Regions from separate parts of the Mus musculus genome. Here regions 2, 3, 4, 5 and 6 are each linked to region 1. A link is a contact called in public HiChIP or PLAC-seq, Micro-C and promoter capture Hi-C data. All regions are on one chromosome and are shown on one strand. The core of a region is the stretch at or near the end of the contact, and the rest is flanking DNA. Distances in the headings are between cores, read along the strand shown. Region 1 holds the start of 1700007K13Rik (RIKEN cDNA 1700007K13 gene). Region 2 overlaps Gm13421 (predicted gene 13421). Region 3 overlaps Col5a1 (collagen, type V, alpha 1). Region 4 has its middle 8.6 kb from the start of Gm52506. Region 5 has its middle 32 kb from the start of Rxra. Region 6 has its middle 16 kb from the start of Gm39776.

Region 1 (4,290 bases), core at 1,171-3,670:
CGGGTGTGGTAGAGCATGCCTTTAACCCCAGCACTTGGAAGGCAGAGTCAGGCGGATCTCTGTGAGTTTGAGGCCAGCCTGGTCTACAAAAAGAGTTCAAGGACAGCCAAGGATGTTACTTACACAGAGAACTCCTGTCTCTGAGAAAAAAAAAAAAAAAAAAAAAAAAAAGTGTCCAAATACCATTCCAATGCACACAGCTCCCCCTATTGTCTGCATGGTGTATTGCAGGTGGAGCTGATGGCCAATACCTGAGCTGTGCACTGAGCACTGGGGCCTGCCCGCTCTTGGCTCTGCACAGTCAATGCATTCTGACAGTCCATAATAATAAATATCCACCAGTGCCGTAGCTGACAGAATAATACTAAGAGTTGCTCACAGGGTGCAGTGGACTGAGTCAGAAAGCTGACAAGTCAACCCCAGAGAACAGGACTAAGAAGCACGGAATACCTACCCCCTAGCTTGCCTCTGATACCCGCGGCTTGTGGCCCATGACCTGCTAACCTGGGTGAAAGCACCACTGTTGAAAAGAGCAGCTTCTTCTCCGTGGCCTTTTACAAAGGCAGAACAGAAACCAGGGGTGTGGCTCAGTGGACAGATCACCACGTCTAACGTCTGCAAAGCCCTGGCACTGCACATCTTTTAAGCCAGCACTTTCGAGGTGCAGGCAGTTCAAAGCTTTGAACTGATTCAGAACTAGCCCTGGCTAACTTGAGACCAAAGGCACTTATTACCAAGCCTGGTGAAAGGAGAACCAGCTCTTACACGTGGCCCTCTGACCTCCAACCACGTGTGGCATGGCGTACCCCCACACAGAGACAAGGCGAATGTATTTAAGAAGGTATGGGCAGCAGTTCCCATGTTCCTGCTTCCCACAGAAACACCTTGCGTCTGATTTTGGAACACAGACTCTTTCCGTGGACAGGCTCTTCCGAGGAGTTCTGCCACTCGTATGAACGCTTGACTTCACTAATTGGCCTTCGAGTGCCCGGGCAAAGGTGTGCGTGCCTGTCTGATGGGGAGGAGAACGTGGAAGCAAGTTTACTTGGACTTTCCTGTCTACAATCTATTCTGCTTTGAAATTGCATTCTATCATCTCTCTGCCCCGCCTTGTCCTAACTCGATTTGAGGTGCCATGCATTTACAACGTGGGACGCTGATTCCCAACTCTGACTCCTCATAAGTCTGCTTTTCCAGATGGCCCTCGTCCTGGCAGGCCTGGCTTGCACTTACTGGCATCTCATGCACCGTGGGGGCTCTGCTTCCGTAGGTTTGGTTACTGGTCCTGTACATGGAAACAGCTTCCTTGGTCCTGTGGGAGAGAGATGCACTGTTTCTCACACATACTCAGAATAAGTCAGCCAGGTCATAGCCTGGAAGAATTTGATTGATGGAACTTTATTGTCCCTGACGGTGGCAATACCATGTCCACGGGGCTCCCACTGAGAGCACTCTCTCCCAGCAGACCTTTCTCTCTGGCCTCCTCTGCTGGCCATGGCCCCTGATCTTTCCAAAGGGAAACCCTAGAGAACACCCAGCCAGCAAATGCTGGCGGAGGGGTCTTGGTGGGACTTTGGCACAGACTACCACTGCCAGGTATGTAAGCTACCTCGGAGACAGCGTCTCAACTTCCAGACCCTGGAAGTCCCTCTGCTTTTGAGCCCCAACCTTACAGAGGCCAAGCTCCTGTCAGGAGGGAAGGAGGTAAGAAATCTAGTTTGTGAGACTGTGGCCTGTGATAGAGGCTACCAGCCGCTCTTCTTCACACCCGAGGCCTCAGCAAGTTGTCTTCTTACTCGTGGAAAGGGAGTGTGCCTGCACCAGCTTCACACAAGTCAAGAAGGTTTCCATCCTTACTTCCCCGAAAACCAGGCTGCCCTGTAAGGTGTACAGCTTTCAGGGAAGCTTTAAAAATAGAGACATCCCCTGCCTGCAACAAGGCTATATTCACACACGTTCACTCTGTGGTTGCTCAGACAGCAGGACCCTAACAGTAATGATGACACAAATAAAGGTTCATGACTGGCTCCTTTTGACCTCAGTAGCCACAGCCACTTGAGAGTTCTCAAACACATGGCCAAAGCTAGGGCCGCCCTGCTGCATGAAGAAGGTAACCTCAGTCTTCCTTACCCGTAGCCATGAAACCACCCCGGGTTGTTGAACCTGACTGGGAGCTTCTCGCTAATGCGGTAGTAGTCGCTGGTCTTCTCTGGGGCAGGCTTAGCCTTGGGCTCCCCCGGCTCCGGCTCCTCTGGGGCAGGCTTAGCCTTGGGCTCCCCCGGCTCCGGCTCCTCTGGGGCGGGCTTAGCCTTGGGCTCCCCCGGCTCCGGCTCCTCCGCGGACTGTTGAGGTTTTTCTTCAGACATTTGGCCTCCCGCAGGAAACTAGCCCAGATCAAGTCTGTGCCTGCTGCGGCAAGGCGTCCTGTTGCTAGGCAATGAAGTCACCTGATCAGGAGGTGGGGCGGTCTTTTGTAGGTTGCTTTGGCTAGCAGCTAGCTGTAGGCAAGTCTAGAATCTTCCCGAGGGCGAATAACAAAGGAGACCGTAAGTTCTAAACAAGGAATTCCAAGCTTCCACACGCTGCTCCTCAGGGAGATCCGCTGACCTTTTTCTGGGACTGTGGGAACATCCTTGTATCGTCCCAAAATGCACTAGGAGGCAGATCCTGGACGAATGAAACCTTAGAACCTGGGATTTCACCAGCCAATAGGCAGGAATTAGGTGCTTCCAATCTCTGCCTGAGCAAGTACAAGTCTGTCGTTTACTGTCCTGGCCATGGCCTCTATCACCCAATACCCCCACAACTCAGCCTAAATCTAGATGTGAGGTGCTGCTAAATTTAGGGAATCCTAGGCCATATATTGGTGAAATATAAAAAATGATCTTGTGAACCATGCACATAGTTCAGCATTAATGACGTGCTAGCGCAATGCCAGGAGGCAGATCTCTGAGTTCGAGGCCAGCCTGATTTAAAAAGAGAGTACTAGACCAGTCAGGAGTATATAGTGAAACCCTGTCTTAACAACAATAATAAAAATAAATAGTAATTTTAAAACAAACAATAAAAAATTACTTAGGGCACAGTGTGGTGGTGTGCACCAATAATTCCAACACCCAGGGGACAGAGGCAGTCAGATCTCTATGAATGTCTGGCCAGTCAGGGAGATTGTTGTTGTTGTTGTTGCTGTCATCGTCGTCGTCATCATTGTCAATGTCATCGTTGTTGTCGTCATAGTTTAATGTAATTTGGGGATGGAGAGATGGCTCAGCAATTTAGGGCATTCATTGCTCTTGTAGGGAACCTGGATTCAACTCCCAGAGCCTACAAGGTGACTCATAAACACTTTTAACTCTAGTTCCTGGAGGTCAGACACCTGCTCTCCACAGGGACAAGGCACTCACAAGGTACACATACATACATGTAGGCAAAAAATAAGTAAAACTAAAACAAATGTTAAAAAATAAAAAAAATGCATGCTGGAGCGACGACTCAGCAGTTAAGAGCACTGACTGCTCTTCCACAGGTCCTGAGTTCAATTTCCAGCAACCACATGGTGGCTCACGACCATCTGTAATGGGATCTGATGCCCTCTTCTGGTGTGTCTGAAGATAGTCACAGTGTATTCATATACATAAAATAAATAGTTTTTTTTAATGCACTTATAAAACAAACAATAAACGGGGCGGTGGTAGGGCATGCCTTCAATCTCAGCTCTCCAGAGGCAGAGGCGGGTTGCTCTCTGAGTTCAAGCCAACCTGGTCTACATAGCGAATACCATGACAGTCAAGGCTCAAGGCTACGGAGAAACCGGGTCTCAGGAAAAACAAAACAAAACAAAACAAAAACAAAAACAAAAACAACAACAAAAAAAAACAGCAACCCTAAAAACAACCTCTAAAAACCAATTTGAACAAGAGGGTCGCCTCCTCCAGAGGATGCTGTAATTTTATCGAGAGGAACGAGCTGTGGGTGAGAGGTCGCTCATTCTAGCTCAGCCCCACGTCCCAGCTGAGTGCAGACCACTGGTCACAGTGCCAACTCGCCCATTTACAAGGATGCGGGCGCAGCGAGCGGTGCACAGCGGAGAGGGTCCTCCGGGCCAGCAAGCGGCGCTGCGACCCCGCGCGCTCAGAGGAGGAGGCGCTCTGCCGGGCAGGAAGAGTCTCTGCAGGATCTCTGTCCACGCGCCCGCCATGGCGCCCGCTCCGGCCGTGCTGACCCGGCTGCTGTGTGCAGGTGAGCGCGGTGAATCTCGGAGATGGGGGGAACCCGGGGATCCGAGAGGGG
Region 2 (4,372 bases), core at 466-2,965, 920 kb before region 1:
GTATAAATAGGACTCCATGGAGTGATGGAGACAGAGTTTGGCTGGCTGGTGTGTTGACCATGCCCTGGACAGCTCTCTCTGTCATACCCTACTTCCCCTTGGGGGTTAAGAGTGAGTTGGTGGCAGAGTCAACGACACAGATTCTGGGAGCAGGTGGAGAAACACTGCAGCAAGCTCACTGAACGCTGCTACAGCTCCTGTACTATCCTCCACCCACACCCCGATTGGTCCCAAGAAAGCATCTTTTCTAAACAGCAGATGCTGACTGGCTCGAGTAATTTGCTCCTGAAATCCTTAGTCTCAAGTCTTTGCTGATCTTCACTTCCCTGAGAGAGGCACAGCTGAGAACTTCTACTGTTCCTGTTGGTCCCTCCTGCTGAGGCCTGGCTGTCTCTGCTAGGCCCTGTCACCACTGTTGCTAACCTAACTACTGAACTGGACTGCTGGTGTATCTGTGAAGTGTTTGCGAGGGAGTCGAGCTGCCGCTGCCTGCTAACCTGTGAACTGAACTGCTGATATTCATACAGCACAGATGGGAGTTGCTCAAAGAACTTTTCTAAAAGGTCCACTTTTTCCTGTATCCTTTCTTTTTTACTACCTCTGTTGGGTGGTGGGCTACAAGGGAGGTTAAAGCATTTAAGAGCCACCATTAAGAATAGAATTTGAGGGGAGAGGGGAGAAAAAAAAAAGAATAGAATTTGAAAAAAATTAAAAGTTCTAGCCCTGGCTTGAGCTTTTGTAACCTCAAAGCCCACTCCTGAGTGGTATACTCCTGCCACGCTCTCCGGTCGAGTCAGCTTGACAGGCTGAGGCTTGAAAGCTACTCACGAGGCAAAAGAGTTTCACGGAAACTCGCTCCTGGAGTCTGGCGTTCTCTCTAATCCATACATTAATTTTCCATTCCCGCGTTAGTCTAGTGTATGGATCCATGTGCTCTCTTTTAGTATTATCCTATTATAAGTGCCTTTTAAGATTGAATTCTGACATAGCTAAAGCCTTCTGCCAGTGTTCCAACAGTCCTAGAACGTCCTTGAGCAAGACCATGGGCTTGAAATTCAGTAAGAATGTTGCTATTCAGTGACATTCAGAATAGCCTCTGGTACTATAATAGTGTACTATCACTTTGAATAAAAGCCAAGTCGCTCCCATATACAGGAATTTACCATCACTAAGGAAGAAGGAAGTTTCAGACCAAAGGAGAAACCAGAATAGATACTTAGAACTATAGTGTTACACTCATACACACGTATTTACAATGGCCTAAGGGGAAGGTGGACTATACAATAGACTAAAATAGGAACTGTGGCAAGGGCATGAAGCCCTTGACCCTGGCTTCTAAGATTAAGTGAATCTTAGGTGGAGCCCTTGTTGATCCCAGTTGTTAACAATGAATTCTATCCCAGGTGGTTCCCGTTAGACCTTCTGTGTTTGCATTCCTCTGTTTTATGTAAGATTCCAGTAACCTCTTTGTACCTTGCTGGTGTGTCACCCAACTTCCTTATTGTCTGCTACATAAAAATTTTGATGCTCGATTTGACAATACATTCAGATTCTACACAACCTCTCCTGTGTGCATCTGTCTGTCAATTCATCCGACGCTTTGCCCACCCGCGACTAGAGACCCGTTCCACGCAGACAAAGGGGCCCAGAGGGTCTGCAGCATACTTCCTCACACCTGACCACACCTCCCAATCCTTCTTAAGTAGTGCCACTCCCTGGTGGCCTGCAGGAGCCATTCTTATTCAAACTATCACATCTAATTCCCTGGCCTCCACAGGCTTGTAGCCATATCATAATGCAAAGAACCTCATTCAGTCTAATTTTAAAAGGCCCTTCGGCTCAAGGCTGCTTCCAAGTCCAAAGCCTCTTCTGAGATTCAAGGAAATCTCTTAATTGTTAACTCCCTGTAAAATCAAAATAAAAAACCGGCCACATATTGCCTGCATGCTATGCCACAGAATATACATTACCATTACAAAAGCGGGGAAATGGAGCATAGTGAGGAAGTACTGGACCAAAGCAAGACCAAAACCCAATAGGGCAAACTCCAAACTCTGCAGCTCTGTGTCTGCTATCAAAGTGCTCTGCAGGTCTCCAACTCCTGTCATTGTGTTCACTGCAACACACTTCCTCTCGACTTAGTTCCACGCACAGTCTGTAGCTCTCCTTGGCAGGCATCACACAAGTCTTGTACCTCCAGCATCTTGGGGTCTCCAACCAAATTCAGGCTTCACCTTCACAGTTTCATGCAATGGCCTCTTTGGGCCTCCATGCAGGGACACCCCTTACACATAATGTGCCTCAGCAGCTTTTCTTAGTAATGGAGGAAGACCCCACAACTTTCTTGTATTCTTGACTCTAAAGCCAGGACCATGGGGCTGAAGCTGCCAAGTTCTGCTGCTTCCTGAGGCTGGAATCTGCATTAGCTTTCTGGTTTCAAGGGTTTCCCCCCATTGCTTAAGCAGTCCTTTAATTCCTTTCCACAAATCAGAAGCTTAGCTGGGTGGGTCCTGCTCTGAGCTCACCACTCCATTTAGTCCATTTAACATCAGACCTTTTTTTTTTAAATCCTTGAAAACTGGATTTATCTTCATCACACCTTCCTGTCTTCCTGTTCTCACACGGGACATTTTGTATTTCTCTTTGTCCAGATTGCTCCTTTAATTATAGAGATGTATAAGTGATTACTAATAGTCATACCACCCGGTCAATACTAGGCTGTCTTGAAATCTCCTCTGACAACAGCATTAATCCAGAACTCTTCAGTTTAGTTTCAGCCAGAGTTTTAGGACAAGGGCAAAAAGCAGCCACACTCTTTGCCAAAATATCACAAGAACTACCTCTAGGCCATTAAATAATATTCTTCTCCTCTTGAGCTAGGCCATCATAGTATGTAATATGGCTTATTCAGCCCCACTTAAAGCATTCAATTGCTTCCCTAATCCAAAGCCTCAGAGTTCACATTCTGCCAACAAGAAGCATGGTCAGGTCTGTGACAGCAACATCCTGTTTCCTGGTGTCAACTTCTCTCTTAGTCTCTGTTCTTTTGCTGTAAAGAGACACCATGACCACAACACCCCCCCCCCCCCCCCGTGTGTGTAGCCCTGGCTGTCCTGGAACACACTCTGTAGACCAGTTGGCTTTCTTTTTAAAAAACATTTAAAAAAAGATCTATTTATTTAACTATATGAGTACACTGTAGCTGTCTTCAGACACACCAGAAGAGGGCATCCAAACCCATTACAGATGGTTGAGAGCCACCCTGTTGTTGCTGGGAATTGAACTCAGGACCTCTGGAAGAACAGTGGGTGCTCTTAACCACTGAGCCATCTCTCTAGCCCTAGGTTGACTTTGAACCAACAGATTTACCTGGCTCGGCCTTTCATGTGCTAGAACTAAAGGTGTGTGCCTCTACCACATGGCTACAACAAAACTCATAAAGAAAATCATTTAATTGGGGCTTACTTACAGTTTCAGAAGTTTAATCCATTATTTTCATGGTGGGGAGCATGGAAGCATGCAGATAGACACAGTGCTTGAGTAGTTGAGAGTTGTGTGTCCAGATATGGAGAACGAAAGCTACTGGGCCTGGCTTGGGCTTTTGAAACCTCAAGTCCCACAACCAGTGACACGCTTCCTCTAACAAGGCCACACCTCCTAATCTTTTCAAACAGTGCCACTTCCTATTGTTAAGTCTCAGACCCTGGAACAAACTGCTGAGATACTTTCTTTTTTTTTTTTTTTTTTTTTTTTTTTTTTTTTTTTTAAAGGAACTGGTTTTTATTTTTTTTTTTATTTTATTTTTTTTTCCCATTTTTTATTAGGTATTTAACTCATTTACATTTCCAATGCTATACCAAAAGTCCCCCATATCCACCCACCCCCACTCCCCTGCCCACCCACTCCCCCTTTTTGGCCCTGGTATTCCCCTGTACTGGGGCATATAAAGTTTGCAAGTCCAATGGGCCTCTCTTTCCAGTGATGGCCGACTAGGCCATCTTTTGATATATATGCAGCTAGTGGATGCTCACAGTCAGCTAATGGATGGATCATAGGGCTCCCAATGGAGGAGCTAGAGAAAGTAGCCAAGGAGCTAAAGGGATCTGCAACCCTATAGGTGGAACAACATTATGAGATACTTTCTTAACACATCAAAGAATCTGGCCACCAAGTTCTTCCACTACCCTCAGTTCTTACCTGTTGCTGGGTCCTCCTGTCTGGCATGCCCCACCCCCTGTCCCACACTCTCCACCAGTCCAAAGGGCCGGCTGTTTCTCTCTGTACACTCCAGTCCTTTGGCTTACTTGCCCTTTTGTACTTTTGCCCTCTTGCCCTCTGGGTCCCCTGCTCTCCCTTCTCCCTTCCCTTTTTC
Region 3 (4,555 bases), core at 988-3,487, 510 kb before region 1:
TGGGATACAGGAGTTCCATCCATGAACATCACTGGTGGTTACCCATGCTACCAGAATAAAGCTCATAGCCCACTGTGTTCTTCACTATTGGAAAGAGCCCCAGTTTCCAGTGTGCAAACTCTTAATCAGCAACTGAACGCAGACCTCCCCAGGGATAGAGTCAGCTTTGAGGGACACTGTTGCTCCTTCCTGCCCTGACTTGTTATAGTGTCTTAGGTAGCCTGGAGAACCATCCCCATGGTGGCCGGGAGGTATGCAGAGAACCTTTGGGGGCCACAGGTCTTCCCTCATGGAATCCCCCTTGGACTTTATCTTTAGATGTTCTGTGGTGGGGCCACTGACAGCTCTATGCAGGAAGTGCTAGGCTCAGTGCCTGCTAGGCAGAGCCTGCATGTGGCCAGGCAGAGCCTGCATGTGGCCAGCCTCCCAGAGTGACTCTGCCACTTCCCTCCCTTAATCTGCAGCCAGCTCCAGGAGAAGGGAAGGATGACCTGGGCGGCGAATTCACCGAGGAAACCATCAAGAATCTAGAGGAAAACTACTATGACCCGTACTTTGACCCCGACTCCGACTCCAGTGTCTCTCCATCAGAGATAGGGCCAGGCATGCCCGCTAACCAGGACACCATCTTTGAGGGGGTAAGAGACTCAGCTTCTCTCTGCATCCCAGGGCATCTAGGTGGTGAGAAAGGGCCAGCGCTTTTAGAAGTCTGAGGGTGACTGAGTGAGGCAAGAGTGACATGGGCTGCCATGCATTTCAACTATTAATTAATTAATTAACTAGCTAGAGACACGTTCTCACTATGTAGCCCTGGCTGTCCAGAAACTCTCTATGTAGACTAGACTGGCCTGGTACTCACAGAGATCCACCTGCCTCTGCCTCCCAAGTTCCAGGATTAAAGGCGTGCGCCACCATGCCTGGCTGAGCTTCATTCTTTAAAGTAGCCTCTCTGATTCCTGTTATGGTCATCTGTGCCTCACTGCCTGTCTATGCTGGTGTATACATGGCTAAGGGTGGGGATGGGAGGTCTATTTCAGCTTGCTATCTTCCTCCAGTTATGAGGAGAGGTGACTAGCTGTGGGGAGAATTTCACCCTGGTTTTGCACAAGTTTTGTGTCATGTGGATTTTCTGTTCCTTTTCTCTCTCCCCATCTTTCCAGATTGGAGGACCCCGAGGTGAGAAAGGGCAAAAGGGAGAACCAGCCATCATTGAGCCGGTAAGGATTTCTGGTGGTGGTGGTGGTGGCGGTTGCAATGGTGGTGAGTGTGTGTGTGTATGTGTGTTTGTGTGTGTGTGTGTGTGTGTGTGTGTGTGTGAGAGAGAGAGAGAGAGAGAGAGAGAGAGAGAGAGAGAGAGAGAGCGCACTGTGGTGTCCTCTAACAAGCTCATGATGATTTGTAGGGTGTGGACAGATTGTGGGTCCCACTGTCTGCCTACCAAGCCATGCAAGAAGCCACACCCATGTACTCTACATCCTTTGTATCACAGATTCTTGGGAGAGGCTCTGGGGAGTCAGGGAATATTCTAGAGTTTAGTAAAGGTGATAGATCACACGTGTTTGTCCTTGTAGAGAAGGCAGAGGCCAGAGCACCTCTGCAGAGATTTCCTCAAGAGAAGGCACACAGACCATGAGAGGAAGGCTAAGCCAGGGGCTGGGTGGGAAATTTCTAGTGTAGGTAGCAGGCAGGGGGCAGTTAGTTAGGGCCTTCACCTCTCTGTGCCCTTTATGCCTCCACTTGAGCCTGTTTGCTGCAACAGGAAAGATCTGAAGCCATGCCAAGGGAATGTAAGCAGTGTTGAGGTAGGATTCCCCTTTGTGTAAAGCCCCATGTTATTAGACAGTGGAATCCTGGGTAAGCTAGCACCAGGGCCTGTAGAGAATGTGATTGTGTGCCATCCATGGCCCTCCTGGGTCAGAGTTTTGTGAGAGTCTGCCTTGGATAGGGCATTCTGGACCAGCTAGGTGCTGTGGCCTGCTTGGGTCTCAGAACTGTTGAGGTCAGGGTCTTGGCCCCAGACAACAGAAAGCTGTGTGATTGGCTGAGCTGGGCTTGGTGGACCTGGGAATGTGGACTCAGACCTGGCTTTGCCCCCAAGGAGCCGGCCACTGAGGTCGTCCATCCTAGCATCCTGTGAGTACACAAGGGAGGAAGTACTTGTCCTACATCATGGCCATTGCCAGGCTGAACAGCTGTCAGCTCCGGTGCCAGGATCAGCTTCTGGGACACTGCCAGGATCAGCTCCTGGGACTGAGTTTATAATGTGACCTTGGGACTTCCTAGGAGAGAGAAGCAGCCTCATAGGGCCCCCACCCTCTTGCAGGGAAAGAGCCTTGCTTGGCAGTGCTTAGTAGGCCAGTGGGCCAGGGCAAGCTCCCTGGCTTGGCTTCTCCTGGCCAAGGGGAGCCTTGGATGGAAGCCTCTTTCTGGTTCCAAGGGCTCTGCCTGCTGCTTGTGCCCCTGGCTCCCCCTGGCAGTGAGCCTGAGGACACAGAGGCTCTTCCCAGATCTCTTCCTAGATCTCTCTATGGGTCCAGAGAAAAGATCCTTACCTGAGGCTGTAGGATCAGGGCCCAAATCAGTGCATGGATTGCACACAGCGAAGGGTGCAGAGCATAAGGTTAGCCCAACATGGGGCTTTTTGCTCAACCTCATGAGAAATTTCAACTGAAGTTCATGTTCATGGGAGAAGGAAATTCCTGAAGAGGAGCATCCTAAGGGACTAGAGACTTATCCCCTGGAACATGTCTGAGGCTTTTTCTCTTCCACACCAGAGGAAGGCTGTGGCACAGATGCCCCCCCTGCTGTGCTGGGCCTTCTTAGAGCACCACATCAACTGCACTTGGCCCCAGGTGGACTTGGCCATCACTTGCAGCCCATTGATGGGCTCCCTGGTGCTTCACTAAAAGGGGCGTCTTTCCCGAGTCAATGATGTTCCAGAGAAGGCAGGCACCTGAGGCTCTGTGGGCTTCAAGGGTGGTCCCCAGTTTCAGAAGTGGTTGGGTCATACCTTTGAATAAGACTTACTTAAGCTTATTGTGTGTAGAGTTGGCACCCCAGTTCTGGGAGGAGAGAGGGGCATGCAGAGAGTTCCACTAGAGGGCTGCCCTGAAGAAGGCTGTGGGTGAAGGTGAGCCAGAGACAGCACTGAGAATGTAGAGGTGGCCTGCCGGACACCATCTCTATCTACATGGTCCAGTTCCTCTTCTCTGGGAACAGCACAAGCCATCTGGAGGCAGTTACAGAAGGGGCCCACCCCCTCCTGATGCTTGCTTCTTCCCAGCTTCCTCAGAGTGTCCACAGGGCCTTTGGTGAGTCCCCATGGAGAGAAATGTAAACATTTGGAATTGTCAACCCGGAGAATTGCCAGATGTCTTCACAGTCTTAGCCATACATAAACAGATGGAGGCCCTGGGGACTGGTGGTGCATACCCTGCCCTGTGTCGGGGTGGCTGATATCCCATCCCCTACATCTGCCCCACAGAATAGGTTTACACCAACTGCTGGGCACAGGGTCAGTGCAACCCTGCATCCAGAAGGACCTGGCAGGCCTTTTCCACCGAGGTTCAGCTCCTCTCATTTGTCAGCAAGACAAGGGGTTCCTCAAAAGGACAGATCTAGCTTGGCTGAGATGGGGGAAGATCCAGCAATGCCCTTGGCATCAGCCCACACTGGGTCAGGGACCACTAAGTCCTGATTGGACACCTCTTACCTGTTGGACCTCAAGCCGTTCCTGGTTTGTCTTTTTCTGAGACGATGTTTCAAGTATCCCAGGCTGGCCTTGCTATGCACTTGAGGATGACTTTGAACTCCTGCTTCTTCCTTCCTTTTCTGAGTCCTGGGATTGTAGACCATACCCAGTAACGACAGTGCTGAAGTTCAAACCCGTGGCTTTGGCTATGCTAGGCAATGTCTGCTGTGCGAGCCCAGCCCGACTCTGACATTGCTTTTAGTTCTGCTTAGCAGGTGAATGGACCACTGCTTAGCAGATGAACGGACCACTGTTAAGGATGGGAGCTGCAAATGACAGTACATACCTATGATACCAGGAAGGTTGAGGCAGGAGGATCTGAGCTCTGGGATAGCCTAGGCTACAGAATGAAGTTTGGTCAAGCCTGAGGTCTTCTGTTTCTGAATTTTTGTTTAACCATATGTACTTAAAGTAACAAAACAGCTTTTCATTTGTGTGTGTGTGTGTGTGTGTGTGTGTGTGTGTGTGCACATGCATGTGCACACACATGCTTTTTGGTATGGGTATGTGCAGTGCATACCTGTGGGTGTATGTACATATATACAGATGCCAGAGGTAGATGCCAGTTGACTTTCTCAATTGCTCTCCACTTTATTTCCTAAAGATTAAAGAAGATTAGTATGTCATAAGTGTCTGCTGTGTGTGTGCAGGTGCCCTCAGCATCCTGAAGAGGGCTCCCCAAGAATTACGATGGTTGTGATAAGCTCAGCAGTTGGCTAGACTGCTGGGCTAGTGAGCTCCAGGGCTCCACCAGTCTCCGGTACAGGTGCACACCACCATGCCTGGCTTTTGGATTATATTGTA
Region 4 (4,560 bases), core at 448-2,947, 900 kb before region 1:
GCTCTAGGCCACTGCCCAGGGACTTTCCACGATGAAGGAGCCCAACTGAGGCCCCATGGCTGTTCTGTCCACAGCCCCATCTCCAGCTGCCCCTGCTGCAGGGTTATTTCAGGACTGAGCCCTAAAAACCTCTGGAGGCCATAGATTCACCCAGTGGGTAGTGAGAGGATTATGACACAAGGGATGGATGTCCCCAGGCCTCCCAGATGGAAAACAGGTGACATAAAGATCTATCCTTAGAGCCAAGAATCCCATTACACAGCCTGCCCAAACTTTGATGAGAAGAAACTGTGGGGCCCCCAGGGTGCTGCAGAGCTCCTAGGGTACTCTGACCCAGCTCCTTGGCTTCCAGGCTCTGAGAGTGTTGATTTCTCCCCACCCCTCCCTACTTGGGCTCCAATCAATCAATAGAGGAAATCTTTCGAGAGGCACCTCTCTGAGCCCCTCAGGCTCCTACAAGATTGATTAACACAAACATCAATTTCTCCGGCCACACGCCTCTGAAAACACGGTGCTTTTTCAGATTGAATTGCTACTGTGCGCCCGGTGTAAATAAAGGAGAGGGAATAACATGGAAGATTTGTGACTCAGCGCGTGGCTGCCCTCTCAGCTGGTGCCATTAGATGGGTGGCAGGGAGAGGGGAGGCCAAGGAAGGGAGGCAAACAAGCATATGTAGACTCTCTCTACCCCCCAAGTCCCCACCAAGACTGACAGACGGACAGAGAGGTGGAGGAGAGCCCGGGGCTGTGCAAAGGCAGAACTATAGCACAGCTGACCTGTAGAAGGATCTCTGGAAGATGTGTGCTAATTGGCTCTTTATTTTCTGTGGCTGTCTGGTGGGTGTCAGCAGAGGGGCAGGTGTCAACTACTGGTACTGTGGCAGCTGTGGGGTAGCTTGGCTTCTGGCCCTGAGGCTGCATGAGGCTCCTTTTGCTTTGTCCCCCTCTCTCCTTCTCTAGCGCAGAGCAAGGTGTGATCAAGCAGTCTCAGACCAGGCACCTCATGGGCTCAGGGGCCAGAAGAAATGGAGCAGGAGAGTGTGATGTCAAGGTAGAGGCACAGGGGCTGATCATGGTCATGAGGACCGAGGTCACACCCTCCCCTGCTTGGCTTTGTGGCTCTAAGATGTGTCCCTGAGTCCCTTCCCTGTCTCCTTATCCTGAGGCCCAGATGTCTCTATACCCCTAAACTTCTTACCTGGTCCATGGGGACCCTCTTAAAAATATTTTTCCTTTTACTGTATTAAAACCCTCTGGCAGAAGCAACTTAAGGGAGAAAGGGTTTATTGCAGATCACAGTTCAAGTTCATGGTGTGTGTGAAGGCTGCAGGAGCTGAGTGAAGCTGTCCATGGTGAATCCACAACCAGGAACCAGATATGCCACAGCTTGGTGCCCTTTCTCAGGACCGCAGTCTAGGGAATGGCACCACTTACAATTACTATGAGTCTTCCCATATCAATTAATGTAATCAAGATAATTCCCCCACAAGCATGCTCAGAAGCCCATCTCCCTGGCGATTCTAGATTCCAGACAAGCTGACAGGTAACAGAAGTCCTCACGGGGACGCCCCAACCTAGGATATGTGAACTCTTGACAGCTGAGAAGTCTCGCAAGCAACGAAAAGGAAATAGGGGAGGCTGGTGTCAGTAGTAAAGTTCCAGTTCCTTGAATTCCTCATGGTGGCCACATGAGACAATGAGGAACCACCTTCGACAGGGGGTTCCTGTCAAGTCTGTGAGTACATGGCTGCCCACTGCTGGTGCTTGTGGCCGAATGGCAGGCCGTGTGGCTCTGCTGCTATGTTTTATCTCAGCAGTAAAGGCTCAGGTTTCTCCAGGCTCAGCATTTGTGCAGACCTGATGACACACCTGTCACAACGGGAAACTGAGGTTTACAGTTGAGGTGCTGGCACATTTGGAATGGAGGTGACTCCAAGAGGAGGAAGACCACAATTCTAAACTTTATACTTTGTATCCTATACCCTGAACTGGAGAGAAGCAAGGGGACTCCAAGGGACTAACCTTGGACCTGGGCAGCCAGGCAATGGGAAGTTACCCGCTCAGCTCTAGGCAGAATCCTGTGTCCCTTTTCTGACTCCTTTTGGGCAGCCTGTGTGGAACTGGATCCTAACGGACAGGCTGGTTCTAAATGTGGTGTGGTCTTACCCAGTTCTTGGAATGTCTGGGGTTGGAGCCACTGCTAACCCTGAGGCCACCTGTCCGTCAAACTGGACCTGGGCTGTCCAGGTTAGGGTGCCCCTGAACTGGGGATGGGTAGATGTTTGCAGAAGCTGTCTGGTCTGACCCTTACCTCCCATGCCCCAATCCTTCCATTGCTCCCAGTACCCTCAAAGTCAAGCTACGGGGGCCTCTCTTGGGACCCTTGAGGCTTGCAGCATGCTCCCTTCGTGACCTTACATCTGAGCTTTGGTGATGCCCACAGGGCTTCTCTGGTACCCTTCTCAAGGCAGGCTCCAGTCCTTCAGGATGTGGTCCCGGACAAGGCAAGTGCTTGCTAAGTACTTAGTGCTGGGTGCCAGGCATGCCCGGCAGGCTCTTGGCTCCTGAGCTTGTAGCCCAAAGTCCTGCCTCTCTTCTAGAGGTAGGGCCTTTTCTGAGCCCAGGGGTTTGTGAGCCTGGCATATAGCAGGAGGAGTGCCTCACCCTGGAGTGCCCTTCAGAGCATATGGCTCAGCCCTGGCTCCCTTTCCAGCTTGTGTCCTGTGTTCCAGATGCTACCACATCCCTGGCTCTTCAGCGGGGTTGTGCAGTTCAGCTGTCGCAGAATGGGGGTTGTGGGGAGTGGGGAGCAGCATTGTGAACCCTCACTGACCAGCTATATCCTGAGCCCAGGGGACAGGCATGTTCCCTGCCAGAGAAAAAGAACACCCACAAAGCTGTGGCTGAATGGGAGAGGCCTAGCACAACTGATGAAGTGCCATCTAGTGCCAGGCGTGCTTCCAGGGGAGATAGCCCTGCTGATGGAGAGAGGATAGACTCCAATACAGAGACCCACGGGTTCCTGGGGAGGGGGGTGAGTTTTCTGGTCAGATAGACTGGAAAGATTGTGGAGACTCTCTGGGCGGGGAGCCAGAAGGCCTGAGCCTAGATGTCGTGGAGGCAGGATGCAGGTAGGTGCAGAGACCCTTGGAGGCAAGGGTATTGCCCTGATGGCCAAGGCAGGAATGAGGCTGGTGCTTTTCTTTTCTGGACACTCCTGTAGAGAGTCCCCTTGTCCTTCCCTTCAGCATGTCAGCAGGAGCAAGTGTCTGAGGAAGTGAGCCCTAGAGGCCAGCACAGCCCCTCCCTAGGGAAGGCTCTTTCCGTTGTTTCTCTTCACAGCCTCACTCTCATTACAAAGAGAGGTTTCAGGTGCTTGCCTACCGCTTCCTTGGGATTCTGTTTTTCTTTCGGGTACCAGGTTACCTGGCATTTAAGAGGTGGAGGTCCCAGAGCCCTGTGGATGCCTTTAGAATCCTTTAATCTTCACTGCTGCCCCTGTGAGACATTGCAGGGCTTGGGGCTCAGGTTGATGGGTCAGGGCAGGGCCAGGGCTAGGTGCTGCCACCTGGGGTTTCACGTGGCATGGACTGAGTCAGTTTGTGCAGAGTCTCAGGCACACCCAGGCGCCCAGGCTCGCAGTAGCTGCCGATGGCAGGCACTTGAGTTAAGTGTGGCTAATTCGGTACAACGACATGATGCCAGCAGTAATTTTGCATTTTGGAGACAATAAGAGACAGCACAGGGCCTGTCCCAGATGTACCACAAGAGGGGCCGAGAGAGTAGTGCACAGGGAGCTTGGTGTGGGGGTAGAAAGGACCAGGGATTTGCCAGCCACTTCCTGAAGCCAGGGCCCTGGGGTGGCACCTGTATTGCGTGGAGATTTGTTAGAAAGACAAACTTGATCCCAGCTTGGTGAAAGCAATGGGCCTGCATAGAGACTGAGCACAGTGAACATTTACCCATGGCCACCGTGAGCCCTAGCTCCTCCATGTTTGCTTGCCCTCTATACTTCCCTCCCTTGCATCAGGAGGAGCTGGGTGTCCTGGGGTGAGCTCAGCACAGGGGCCATCCCTGAGGAGCAGAAGGACAGAGGCAGCCCCTGTGGACAGGTGCAGCAGGAGGTCAGATGAAGTTGGGGACCAGGACCTGACATTTCTCCTTAAAAGCATCCTTGCATCTTGGTTCAGTAGTGCAAACCCCACCTTTATTCTAGACAAAAAGGAACTGGGTAGGGAATCTGCAGGGTGGTGTTTCTGAGCTACGAATAGAGCCACAGCTCACCCCCACCTCTGAGTTCCTCCCCCCACCTCGCCCCTGTTTCACTTCGCCCTTTAACAAGCATACCTGAACTCCAGGTGCCTCTGCGAGTCAGCCAGGCACACGAGGCCAGCGTATCCATTCTCTCCCTGGACCTTTCTAGCTGGGTGACCTTGGCTAAGGTGGCCTGGTAACTAGGAAGTCCCAGCCCATGGTCACAGATGGACATTGAAAGCTTTCCATCTTGTTACCACCATTTCCATGAGCCAGTGGACAAAGCCACAGAGGTGGAAAGTTCCT
Region 5 (4,512 bases), core at 367-2,866, 820 kb before region 1:
CCACCCTTTACTGCTAGCAGAGTGAGCTTCTACCTTCTCATCTGAAGGCTGGGAAGAAGGTGGAGTGAGGCACATGATTGCTGAGATGGATTTGAGTGTGCAGGGAAAAGTTGTGGGCAGAGCCCCCCATGCTCCAAGCCTGTGTGGTTGCTATATGACATAGCTTGTGAGTTGTTTGTTGGGGTAGCATCTTGGCCAGGGTTCTCCAGGGAAACAAGGCCAATAGAATTTTATATATGTCCTGGCTCACACGACAATGGAGCTCCTGAGTCTCGGGATCTCCTCTGGCTTCCAGGGGAGTCTGAAGTTCAGCTGAGTTGAGGCTGGAGACCCCAGACCCAGGGGAGCCGATGCTGTGAGCCTTGTGCCAATGACAGGAGCAGAGCAGATCCTAGCTCCAGCAGGCAGGCAGAGAGCGTGGGTCCACTTCCTTTTGTTCCATCTTCTAGCCTCTGTAGATTCATGAGGCCACCTCCCAGTGGAGACTTCTTGTAGTCTACAGAGCCAGCGTGTGTCTCCTCAGGACCCACCCTCACTCAGGAAGAAAGAATGCTTGACCTGCTGTCTGGGCACTTGGAGTGCACAAATGTGCATCTGCTTGTGTGAGCTTGCTCTTTGCAGACTGGAGTGAGTTCCTCAGTTTTCCTAGGAGATGGATGTACATTCCACTACATGGTCTGCATGCTTATGCATACATGTTTGAGCATGTTCGTGAGCATCTGCGATCTTCTGGGGTGCATGCTTGCAAATTGTGCTTGTAGGCCCATGCTTTTGTGCAGGGCTGTGTGTACAAGGCTGGTCCACATGTGGGTCCCAATGCAGACACATACCATGTCTCTACTGACCTCTGGATGTCACTGTGAGTGATCCCTGCTCTGTCCTGAGAAGGTTTGCAGGTGGCTTGAGCTTCTTTGTGGCCAAGTGATGATTCTGTTTAGATTCTGGAGTTGAACTCAGGGCTTATGGCTCCAATGGGGTGCTAATGCCTATGTGATTTGCTTCTGTCACATCTACACAAGGCAGCCTTGTCCTTCTGGGAGGATGGAGGCTCCTAGGGAGGACCATCTCATCTAGCCCAGGAGGTGATATAGCCAAATAGAAAGCAGGCTAGAGAAGTAGTGCGAAGCTTTGTGACTCCAGGCCTTGTTCAGCTCTGAGCACCCAAGCCCTGCTGCCCTGTGAGCACTGGTCAGTGCTGATTCTGGAGAAGACATAGTCAAAGAGGGATGGGAAGGCTGGGACACTCCTGGGCCAGGGTTCTATAGACCACAGGGTGCTCACTCCAGGACCTGGGGTGCACAGAGAGCCCACAGGAAGGGGCTGAGGTCCTTGGGACCCAGACCTTGCACAGTTGTCTGACAGGGAACCCTGACTTGGGTTCTGCTTGCTGGCTCATCTCCAGTCTCCACTCAAGGTCCACAGGCTCAGAGGGAGCCCATCCTCTGTGCTGCCCCCATCCCAAGTGGAAACAGCTGTGCGAGTTCCTCCGAGTCCAGCCACTGTGCTCTGCCATCAAGTCCACATCCTGCTTCTAGAGAGAAAACTAGGAGTGACAATAAGCATAAGAGGAGGGGAATTTCCATTTCAAACGAGCAAGGGAGTTGGCACTCCGGCAAGCCCTGGGGAGTCGTGCAGCTGTGAGACAGTAGGACACAGGCAAGCCAGGGAGGGGACAGAGGCTGGTCCTTGGTGGATTCTGGGAGGGGATAGAGGAAGCTTTCTTTTTAACTTGGAGATGAAGCAGGGGAGTGGAGGGGCTTTTTTCTTTCTCTCATCCATGTGTGGCTTATGTGTGTAAACACGCATGGTACATCCATACCAACACACAAGTACACGTGTAGGTTGGGCTGAGGCTGATATTGGTTGCCTTCCTCAGTCTCTCTCTGTCTTATCTTTTGAGACAGGGTCTCTCACTGATAGGCTAGATAGGCTGGCAGTAAGCCGCAGAGAACCACTCATCTTGGTCCCCAGCTCTGGGGGTCTAGGCATGCTGCCATGCCTGGCTTCTACGTGGCACTGAGGATCTAAATCCAAGTTCTCACTCTCGAGTAGCAGTATTTTACCTGTCGAGCCACCACCCTGGCCCTGGGAGGGTCTCTTCTTGATGGTATCTGCAAGTTGCCCTCTGGCCTGCATGAGGCTATGGGTACTACTCACGGCAAAAGCTGTAAAAAGTGGATCATGGTGGTCCATTTTCCAGTATGAGGTGCACTTAGAGTGTGCCCCAGTTACAGAGAAGCCAGAGGCTTCTCCTCTCTCCCCTAGCTGGCAGCTGGCCCCTGTTTGTCTCAGAACTCTTGAGAGTTAGAAAGGTACAGGCAGTCTGCCATGTGACTGAGCCCACGACCAGAAAAAGGCAGCAGCCTCAAGGCCCAAATTATTCATTAGATAAGACTGTGTCCTAGGATAAAGAGACCTATGGGAAGAAAGAACAGGGATTTCTCAAGAAGTGGGGAATTTAAAAACGACTGTCTTGAATTAGAGAGATGTCTCAGTGGTTAAGTGCACGTACTGGCTTTGCGTAGCGCCCACATGGTGGCTCAAACTCTCCATAATTCCAATTCTAGGGAAACAGACCTCCAAAGGCGCCTGCCACACATGTACTACACATACCTATGCACAGGCCAAACATATATACATATAAAATAAGTATGTCTTAAGAACAAAATCTAAAAAACAAAAGTAAACTTGTCTGGCACACCAGCCACTGGTGCCTTTTCTCCATGCCAGCGTCCCTCTCTTCAGAATTGTATGTTAAAACCTGCTCTGTTCTCACTAGTCTCTTGGGCTTGTTAGCATCATCTTGTTTCTGACAGGGGCTGAGGCCACCTCTCTCCTCCAGGATCCAGTGGAAGCTAAGCTTCCTCATTGGTTTTCCCTGTCTGGTTAACCGACTCCCAGGTTAGCTGGTGCTGAGGACACAGGTGTGGGCAACCTCGTCTGAAGGCACCCCTGTCAGGGGATTTGAACTGGAAACTGGAAGTGCACTGAAGCAGCCATGAGTCTTATGGGGTCTTGGTGATTGCTGTGGATCTCAGGTCTCACCTGAGCTCATGGGCTCAGGTGACAGGTAAGGCCTAGCTAGCACTTACATCCCTGTACTGATAGTCTAACCACCCTGGAAACTTCTTTCCAATCCTGGTTCCAGGACTGGGACGCCATCACAGACATGAAGGGCAGGCTGGGCTATCTCCTGGTGGACTCTATAAAAGTGCTTGTGTTGTCTCATTATCTCCACCTCAATAGCTCGAGCTCATTCCTACAAGTTCGTATTCCTACAGGCTTGTGCTGGAAGTCAGCTGAGTAGACAAAGATCCCTGACCTCTACCAGGAGAGGTGAGTGGGATGGGGCTTTATTTGATACATGGTATTAATAACAAACTCTGGTCAACCCCAGGAACTCTACCCTGCTCAACATGGAACTTGTAGATGCTTCTCCAGGATAGCTTTCACAGACACCCGATCCCTGAGGATCTGACCTTCTCAGGTGGGTGCATTCACCCAGTGATGAGACGTTCAAACCATGTCAATCCTGAGGCAGAGACAGCAGGTCGGAGATGCAGCCGACAGAGTGGAGAAGGGGCTCTGCTTGTATATGATGAAGCAGTGTAGATGGTCACTGTGGCCTTCATGCTGTAGCAAGCCTTGGTCTCAAAATCATGGGGTTGCTGCCCGGCGTGGTGGTGCACGCCTTTAATCCCAGCACTCGGGAGGCAGAGGCAGGCAGATTTCTGAGTTCAAGGCCAGCCTGGTCTACAAAGTGAGTTCTAGGACAGCCAGGGCTACACAGAGAAACCCTGTCTCGAAAAACCAAAAAAAAAAAAAAAAAAAAAAAAACAAAAAACATGGGGTTGCATATTCAGAGAGGAGGGCCAACAACCTGGACACAGTGCTGCAAATCTTGTATCTGGGCTTTATCTCCTCCCACTGTTCCCCAACTGGTCCTACCCAGAGGTGAGACTGTTTGCAGCCTATGGTCTTGGACTAGCAGGTGGAGTGTTGGCTTTTCCTGGAGAAGGCGCAGGTGAAAGGCCTTACTTACTTGCGAAGCTACCAGCACAGAGCTCTGACTACACAAAGGCTGGCCAGCTCCCTAAGTGGGAGAGCCACTTTGCATATTCTTTAGAAGTTCCAGTTGATCACAGAGGTGCTCACTCTTGCACTGATCCTCAACCTATCCTTCTGTGTGACAACCTGTCAAAACTGACATACTTAGGGCATGGGGGTGAGCCAGGTGCACCTTTCCTCTTCTGGAATGAGGATCCCAATGTGGCCTGTCTACCTAGGAGCCAGCTCTGTGGACTGTAGCCCTGGGCTCCTCTGCACTCTGCAGAGTAACTCAAGGTGGGCAAACTTTGACCTTGCCAGAGCCAGCCTGAAGACCCAGGGATCCTCAAGGTCTCAGGTTCTAGGGCATGAATTTCTCATGTTGCCTTACAGTTCAAAAGCCAGGCATCCTAAAACAGCAGATACCGGGTTGAGGGGATGGTGCAGTCAGGGAAGTACTTGCAG
Region 6 (4,863 bases), core at 1,409-3,908, 870 kb before region 1:
TGCCTTTGCAGAGGACTCAAGTTCAGCTTCCGGCATGCACAGTGATTCACAGCTATTCTTAATCCCAGTTCCAGCCCTCTCCTGACTCCCTGGCACCAGGCACACGTGTGGCACACGTGTATATACGCGGGCAAAATGCCCAGACACAGAAAAATAAAATTTAAAAACTATATAGGCAGCACAAACCCTTAAAATTATTTATTTTTATTTTATGTGCATTGGTGATTTGAGTGCATGCATGTCTGTGTGAGGGTGTCAGATCTCCTAGAACAGGAGTTATAGACAGGCAGTTGTGAGCTGCCATGTGGGTATTGAACCTGGGTCCTCTGGGAAAGCAGACAGTGCTCCTAACTGCTGAGCCATCTTCTCCTGCCCCATAAGTGTATTTTTTAAAAAATGAAATGCTATATTACTGCCCCTCTTTTTGATGGCTATTATTTGAGACAACATCTTATTATGTAGCCCTGGTTGTTCCAGAATTCCCTGTGCTGACTGGCCTCCAGCTTACAGAAGTCCACCTGCCTCTGATTCCTGAGTGCTGGGGTTAGAGGCATGTGCCATCACATCTGGCTGAAACTCAGTATTATGTATAATTAATGTATGCTAATAAAACATTAAATTAAAAATACCCAGGCTGGCATGCGTCCTCATTCCTTGTGGCTCCAATGTGGTACACAGTAGGCGCTATATTTATATGGGCCCATCTTGACATATATGGCATTTACTAGATTCTAGTGGATCCCATGATGTAGCTTGGAGGGAGCTGGGTCCAAGGTTGTGGCACAGGCAGTGCTGCATGTCTGCTTGGGAGTGGAAAGGGAGCCTGCCAGGGGGCAGGGCCAGGACACCCCTTCTGGAAGATGTATCCTCTTTTTCCCCCGTCCTCTGCAGAGAAAATGTTCGCTCTTCAATAAATGGGGTGGGGCTTTGGGGGAGGGGACAACCACTGCACAGGCCAGTTATCACTGGTTTTAGCTGGGATAATAAAATTTTATGAGCTATTAAATGCTCCTAACCCTCCTTTAACATATAAACCTGAGTGTCTGTGATTACCCATTAAGAAAAGCAGGTTCCATGGGAGAAGGCTCACATTCCACCCCGATGGGTTCCAGTAGTGAAACTTTGAACCTGCTTTGGTAGCCAATGGGGAGGCACTGACTCGGCCAAGAGCCTTGAGTTTGACTGTGGCTGAACAGTCTTTACCTCCGAACCTTGTAAAGGCTTCTGTTTCCAATCAAGGCCCCATGGCAGGAAGGTGAATGTGGCGCCCAGGCCAGCATTATCCCACCAGCACCATGGCAAGAGGTTCACAAATCCCTGAGGGCCAAAGGAAGGCTGGGGCTGGTGAAGTCCTACAGGGCTGGCTCTGAGAGGTGGGCCAAGACAGACCTTGAGCTGGAGGTAGTTGTGATCCTGTCCATAGCTGGGGTTAGCTGCCCTTGGAGAAGGCCGAAATCATCACTGATGTTCACAGACAAGGCACAGGTTTGAGAAGAGCCTGGCCATCCAGACTGGGCTGCCCCATCCCATCTGGGCCAGGCAGCTTGGCCAACTTGAAGTTTTCTGAGTTGGTATTCTGAGGCATGGGGTCAAGGGATCCCAAGATGAGAGACTCAACAGAAAATGGTCCAACAGGGTCTCTTAGGAGTGGCAGACCCCAGCCGGAGGACTGGTGTGGGAAGGCCACCCTGTAGACTATGGTTCCTGACGCGTTTACAGTCCCAGATTTCCCAGGCTTTCCTGTTCTGAAGAGGTTGGGGAGGTCCAAGCTGCTGTGGCTACACTTAAGGCCCTGGGGCTTGGCCTGATCCATGACTGCTGGAGCTGGGCGATTAGGCTGGGAAGGTCAGAGCAGGTCTGCCATAAGAGATGGTACCCTGGAGGACAGTGGGGGATATGGGGGAATAGTCTGGCTCTTGTCCAGACCAAGGAGGATGGACGTGACCAATAACACATCTGAGGCTTAGGCTGTGGTCCTGGCTGGATCTCTGTATCTCACCCAGGTTTTCTCACCTGTGAAATAATAGGACCCATTTCTAGGCAGGATCTAAGACACAGATGTGCTAAGGCCTCTGGTCATTTGTGTCCCACAAGAAGTGTGTGAGGGGAGAAAAATCACAGAAGACTCTCAGTCGGGAGAGGTAGCAATGTCAGGGAGTGGCTGGGGCTGTTTTTGCCTTCTTCTGGGGGAGGAGAAAGCAAGGAGAGAGACCAGGACAGCCAATTTGGCCTGGAGCAGAGGAAGGTCATTATACTAGGTTGGCATGTAAGGGGAGGTTCAGACTCTCCTGCCCTAGGACCAGCCTCTACGTAAAGGAACTGAGGAGTCCAACTGCCCACAGGAGCCTGAGAGCAAACAATAGCGAGGCCCCACAGTCTTCTAGGTGGGCACAGGTTTGGGGCCCTCTGCCTTCCTTGGCCAGGGACACTCTGGTACTTTGGTACTCTTCTGGAATGACAGATCCCAGATTGGAGTAAATCCCAAGTATAAATCTTCCTTCTGTCAGCTCCTGTTCCACAATCATCCTGTCCCCTAAGCCCAAGGCGCTCCGGCTTGCAGCTGGGGCAGCCGAGGTGGCAGGGGACTGGGAGGCCTGAATCTGACAGCCATGTATCTGCAGCGCTGGCGCCGGAATTTAAAATCATTGCAACAGAGCCATTGGGCAATTCCTGTGGGGACGCTGTCTGCCGGGAGAACTGCAGTGGAGACACTTCCTGGTCATGTTTATGTGGCTGGCTTTAATCTCCCAAACTCCTGGAGCGTGTCTGTCCCCCTGGCTGGCTTCCCCAGCACACTGGGAGCTGTTTCCCCAGTGTGTGGCTCCAGGCTGCCCAGTGCTTACCAGAGTAGGGTCAGTTTGGATTTGAGGGGCACTTGGGGTGTCATCCTGCTGTGTGGGGCCTGGTCTGTCAGACGCCAGTTAGCCTGTATGACTGTCTGCCTGGCTGTAGGCCGTATCCACTCCCAGGCCCCTCTTTGCCCCAGAGTCAGATAACCCAGGGACACTTTAGGGTGTTGGTGGCCCTTTCTCAACCTCAGCCTTTGGGAAGGGGAGGGTCTGGCCTTCATTCTAGATCACTGGCTCCTACCCAAGCCCATGGTCACCCATGTACTATTGAGAAGGGAGGGAGGACTGTCAATTTGACACAGCCCAGATGTACCTGGGAAAGGCGGCTCAAGTGAAGGAGATGCCTTTGGGTATGTTTGCGGGGGGAATTGTCTTGACTGTATCGATTCAGGAGGGCCTGGCCCGCTGTGGGCAGCACTATCCCTAGGTAGGTGAGCCTCTATAAGAAAGCTAGCTGAACAAGGGTCCATGAGGGACCCAGTTAGCAGCTTTCCTTCATGGTTTCTGCTTCAGGAACCTACCCTGCTTCCCTCAATGACTGGCATAACCTGTACATTTAAATAAACACTTTCTTCCCCTAAGCTGCTTTTGGTCGAAGTATTTGTGACACCAACAGAAAGGAAATTGGAACACTGAGCTAGGGAATGAATTCAGGGCCAAGTTTAGCTCAGTCCCCTCTCAACGGTGTGCATGTGTCTAGGCTCTGAAATGTCACACCTGTGGCTGCAAGAGCTGCCTCAAAGCTTCATTTAAATAGAGGCATAAGGCCAGAGACAAATCACCTGGGCCTTCTGACATATGGGATGCGGAGGGACAGAGAGGAGGGTGAGCTGTTTATATAGCTGGGATCTTGGGAAGGTGGGCCAGAAGGAAGAAGAGGAGGAGGAAGAGGAGGGGGGGGGGAGGGAGAAGGAGGAGGGAGGAGGAGGAAGAGGAAGAAGAGGAAGAGGAAGAGGAAAAGGAGGAGGAGGAAGAGGAGGAGGAGGAGGAAGAGGAAGAGGAGGAGGAGGAGGAGGAAGAAGAGGAAGAGGAGGAGGAAGAGGAGGAGGAGGAGGAGGAGGAGTGATTTCAATTTTGGGAGCCATGTTGGGATGGGTGGCAGTGTGAATGATGGCCTCTGTGAAGGGTGAATAATGAAGGTAACCTCAGAACTTCCGCTTCTAGATGATGGGAATTCAGGAACCTTCCAGAGATCTTGAGTGATAGATTCATAGGGTACTTACTGACCCTCAGAGGATCCTGTGGAAAATACTGGGAGTTAGGTTCTACCTAACTTTACTGAGGAACCTCTCAACTTGGCTAGTGCCCACTGCCCCTGAAGACTGTTCAGTGCAGATCTTTCTGGAAGGGTAGATAAGCCAGGACTCTGCTGTGGGTAGGACCTCATGTAGTTTTCCTTGGGGTGGCCAGCCTATGCCTGCAAACTAGGGATAGGACCTCATGTAGCCTTCCTTGGGGTGGCCAGCCTATGCCTGCAAACTAGGGGAGCAGGGTCACGGCTACCCCTCAGCATCCCTGGATCTTAGAAGGGATGCTGGTTAGTTGGAGAAACATGGGGTTTCTTTAGGCTGAGTACCCATGTATGCTGTTATGGTGGCCTTGTGAGGTGGGCTGGGAGCTTGCTTAACCCACAGATCATGGTGCTCAGGCTCAGGGTGTGGCCCTGGCCCTAGGGTGCTGGTCTCTTTTGGACCACTCTAGTCTCCTCCACACCTGGGCCCCCTCTCTAGGCTTTATGCTTTTGTGGCCTGGGAATCCCTGGGCACTTCTGCTCTGCTCACTGCCACCTCTCTGGCACCCCCCCTTTGTGGCCTTCCTCTTTTCTCCTTCCCATTGCTCCCCGTGCAGAGGCCGTGGGGAGGTGGCCGTGGGGACCTGTTGCACTGCAACAGGTCCTGGTGTCTGGGTCCCTCCTACCTTACAGGTCCAGTATGTAACAGGGGACAGGGGCGTCTCTAGGGTTATTATGGAAATTGGGGTCTCCTCTTGGGGTTTTTAGTTTCTTTAATAAAGG

Evidence for each region. Promoter capture Hi-C pulls out the DNA fragments that hold promoters and counts their contacts. A called contact is a pair of places that touch in the nucleus more often than the background predicts. HiChIP or PLAC-seq counts read pairs in DNA pulled down with a chosen protein or histone mark.
Region 2: a contact with region 1 is called in a Micro-C map of embryonic stem cells, with 3 times the contacts expected there. The contact joins the enhancer-like site here to the promoter of 1700007K13Rik in region 1. A contact is called at or near these places in 16 of 39 promoter capture datasets (the 3T3-L1 cell line, the C10 cell line, the HPC-7 cell line and 10 more), 1 of 15 datasets of contacts at CTCF or cohesin (embryonic stem cells), 4 of 484 Hi-C or Micro-C datasets (cerebral cortex, cortical neurons, embryonic stem cells and 1 more) and 12 of 115 datasets of contacts at active chromatin or transcription factors (astrocytes, embryonic basal ganglia, embryonic forebrain and 6 more).
Region 3: a contact with region 1 is called in a promoter capture Hi-C map of neural stem cells. The contact joins the enhancer-like site here to the promoter of 1700007K13Rik in region 1. A contact is called at or near these places in 3 of 39 promoter capture datasets (the 3T3-L1 cell line, the C10 cell line and neural stem cells) and 5 of 115 datasets of contacts at active chromatin or transcription factors (craniofacial prominence, embryonic forebrain, epiblast stem cells and 2 more).
Region 4: a contact with region 1 is called in an H3K27ac HiChIP or PLAC-seq map of microglia, with 4 times the contacts expected there. The contact joins the enhancer-like site here to the promoter of 1700007K13Rik in region 1. A contact is called at or near these places in 12 of 39 promoter capture datasets (the 3T3-L1 cell line, the C10 cell line, the HPC-7 cell line and 6 more), 1 of 484 Hi-C or Micro-C datasets (cerebral cortex), 19 of 115 datasets of contacts at active chromatin or transcription factors (astrocytes, embryonic basal ganglia, embryonic forebrain and 8 more) and 1 of 9 other capture datasets (embryonic stem cells).
Region 5: a contact with region 1 is called in a promoter capture Hi-C map of cranial neural crest. The contact joins the enhancer-like site here to the promoter of 1700007K13Rik in region 1. A contact is called at or near these places in 6 of 39 promoter capture datasets (the 3T3-L1 cell line, the HPC-7 cell line, cranial neural crest and 3 more) and 1 of 9 other capture datasets (embryonic stem cells).
Region 6: a contact with region 1 is called in an H3K4me3 HiChIP or PLAC-seq map of embryonic forebrain, with 5 times the contacts expected there. The contact joins the enhancer-like site here to the promoter of 1700007K13Rik in region 1. A contact is called at or near these places in 1 of 39 promoter capture datasets (maxillary cranial neural crest) and 10 of 115 datasets of contacts at active chromatin or transcription factors (the NIH/3T3 cell line, bone marrow-derived macrophages, embryonic basal ganglia and 6 more).

What each region holds. Positions count from the first base shown.
Region 1 is chr2:28,463,904-28,468,193 of GRCm38.p6, forward strand. It overlaps 1700007K13Rik (RIKEN cDNA 1700007K13 gene), which reads right to left and starts at 2,421. Exons shown (of 3, transcript NM_027040.1): 1 at 2,131-2,421; 2 at 1,234-1,312. The coding sequence starts at 2,366. Mrps2 (mitochondrial ribosomal protein S2) reads left to right here and starts at 4,163. Exons shown (of 4, transcript NM_080452.3): 1 at 4,163-4,239. The coding sequence starts at 4,197.
Region 2 is chr2:27,544,531-27,548,902 of GRCm38.p6, forward strand. Gm13421 (predicted gene 13421) reads left to right here. Exons shown (of 2, transcript NR_166127.1): 2 at 1-1,560. Among named protein-coding and RNA genes, the nearest start is that of Gm13421, 6.3 kb to the left of the region's middle. Within about 2 kb of position 1,716, at least 13 of the 459 cell types and tissues checked have an H3K27ac peak or open chromatin away from gene starts, as enhancers often do. A contact at or near this core is called in embryonic stem cells, where this site is marked.
Region 3 is chr2:27,951,809-27,956,363 of GRCm38.p6, forward strand. It overlaps Col5a1 (collagen, type V, alpha 1), which reads left to right. Exons shown (of 66, transcript NM_015734.2): 8 at 465-638; 9 at 1,161-1,217. Among named protein-coding and RNA genes, the nearest start is that of Col5a1, 68 kb to the left of the region's middle. Within about 2 kb of position 2,238, at least 22 of the 459 cell types and tissues checked have an H3K27ac peak or open chromatin away from gene starts, as enhancers often do. A contact at or near this core is called in neural stem cells, where this site is marked.
Region 4 is chr2:27,562,279-27,566,838 of GRCm38.p6, forward strand. No RefSeq gene overlaps it. Among named protein-coding and RNA genes, the nearest start is that of Gm52506, 8.6 kb to the right of the region's middle. Within about 2 kb of position 1,698, at least 9 of the 459 cell types and tissues checked have an H3K27ac peak or open chromatin away from gene starts, as enhancers often do. A contact at or near this core is called in microglia, where this site is marked.
Region 5 is chr2:27,643,380-27,647,891 of GRCm38.p6, forward strand. No RefSeq gene overlaps it. Among named protein-coding and RNA genes, the nearest start is that of Rxra, 32 kb to the right of the region's middle. Within about 2 kb of position 1,617, at least 17 of the 459 cell types and tissues checked have an H3K27ac peak or open chromatin away from gene starts, as enhancers often do.
Region 6 is chr2:27,590,818-27,595,680 of GRCm38.p6, forward strand. No RefSeq gene overlaps it. Among named protein-coding and RNA genes, the nearest start is that of Gm39776, 16 kb to the left of the region's middle. Within about 2 kb of position 2,659, at least 54 of the 459 cell types and tissues checked have an H3K27ac peak or open chromatin away from gene starts, as enhancers often do.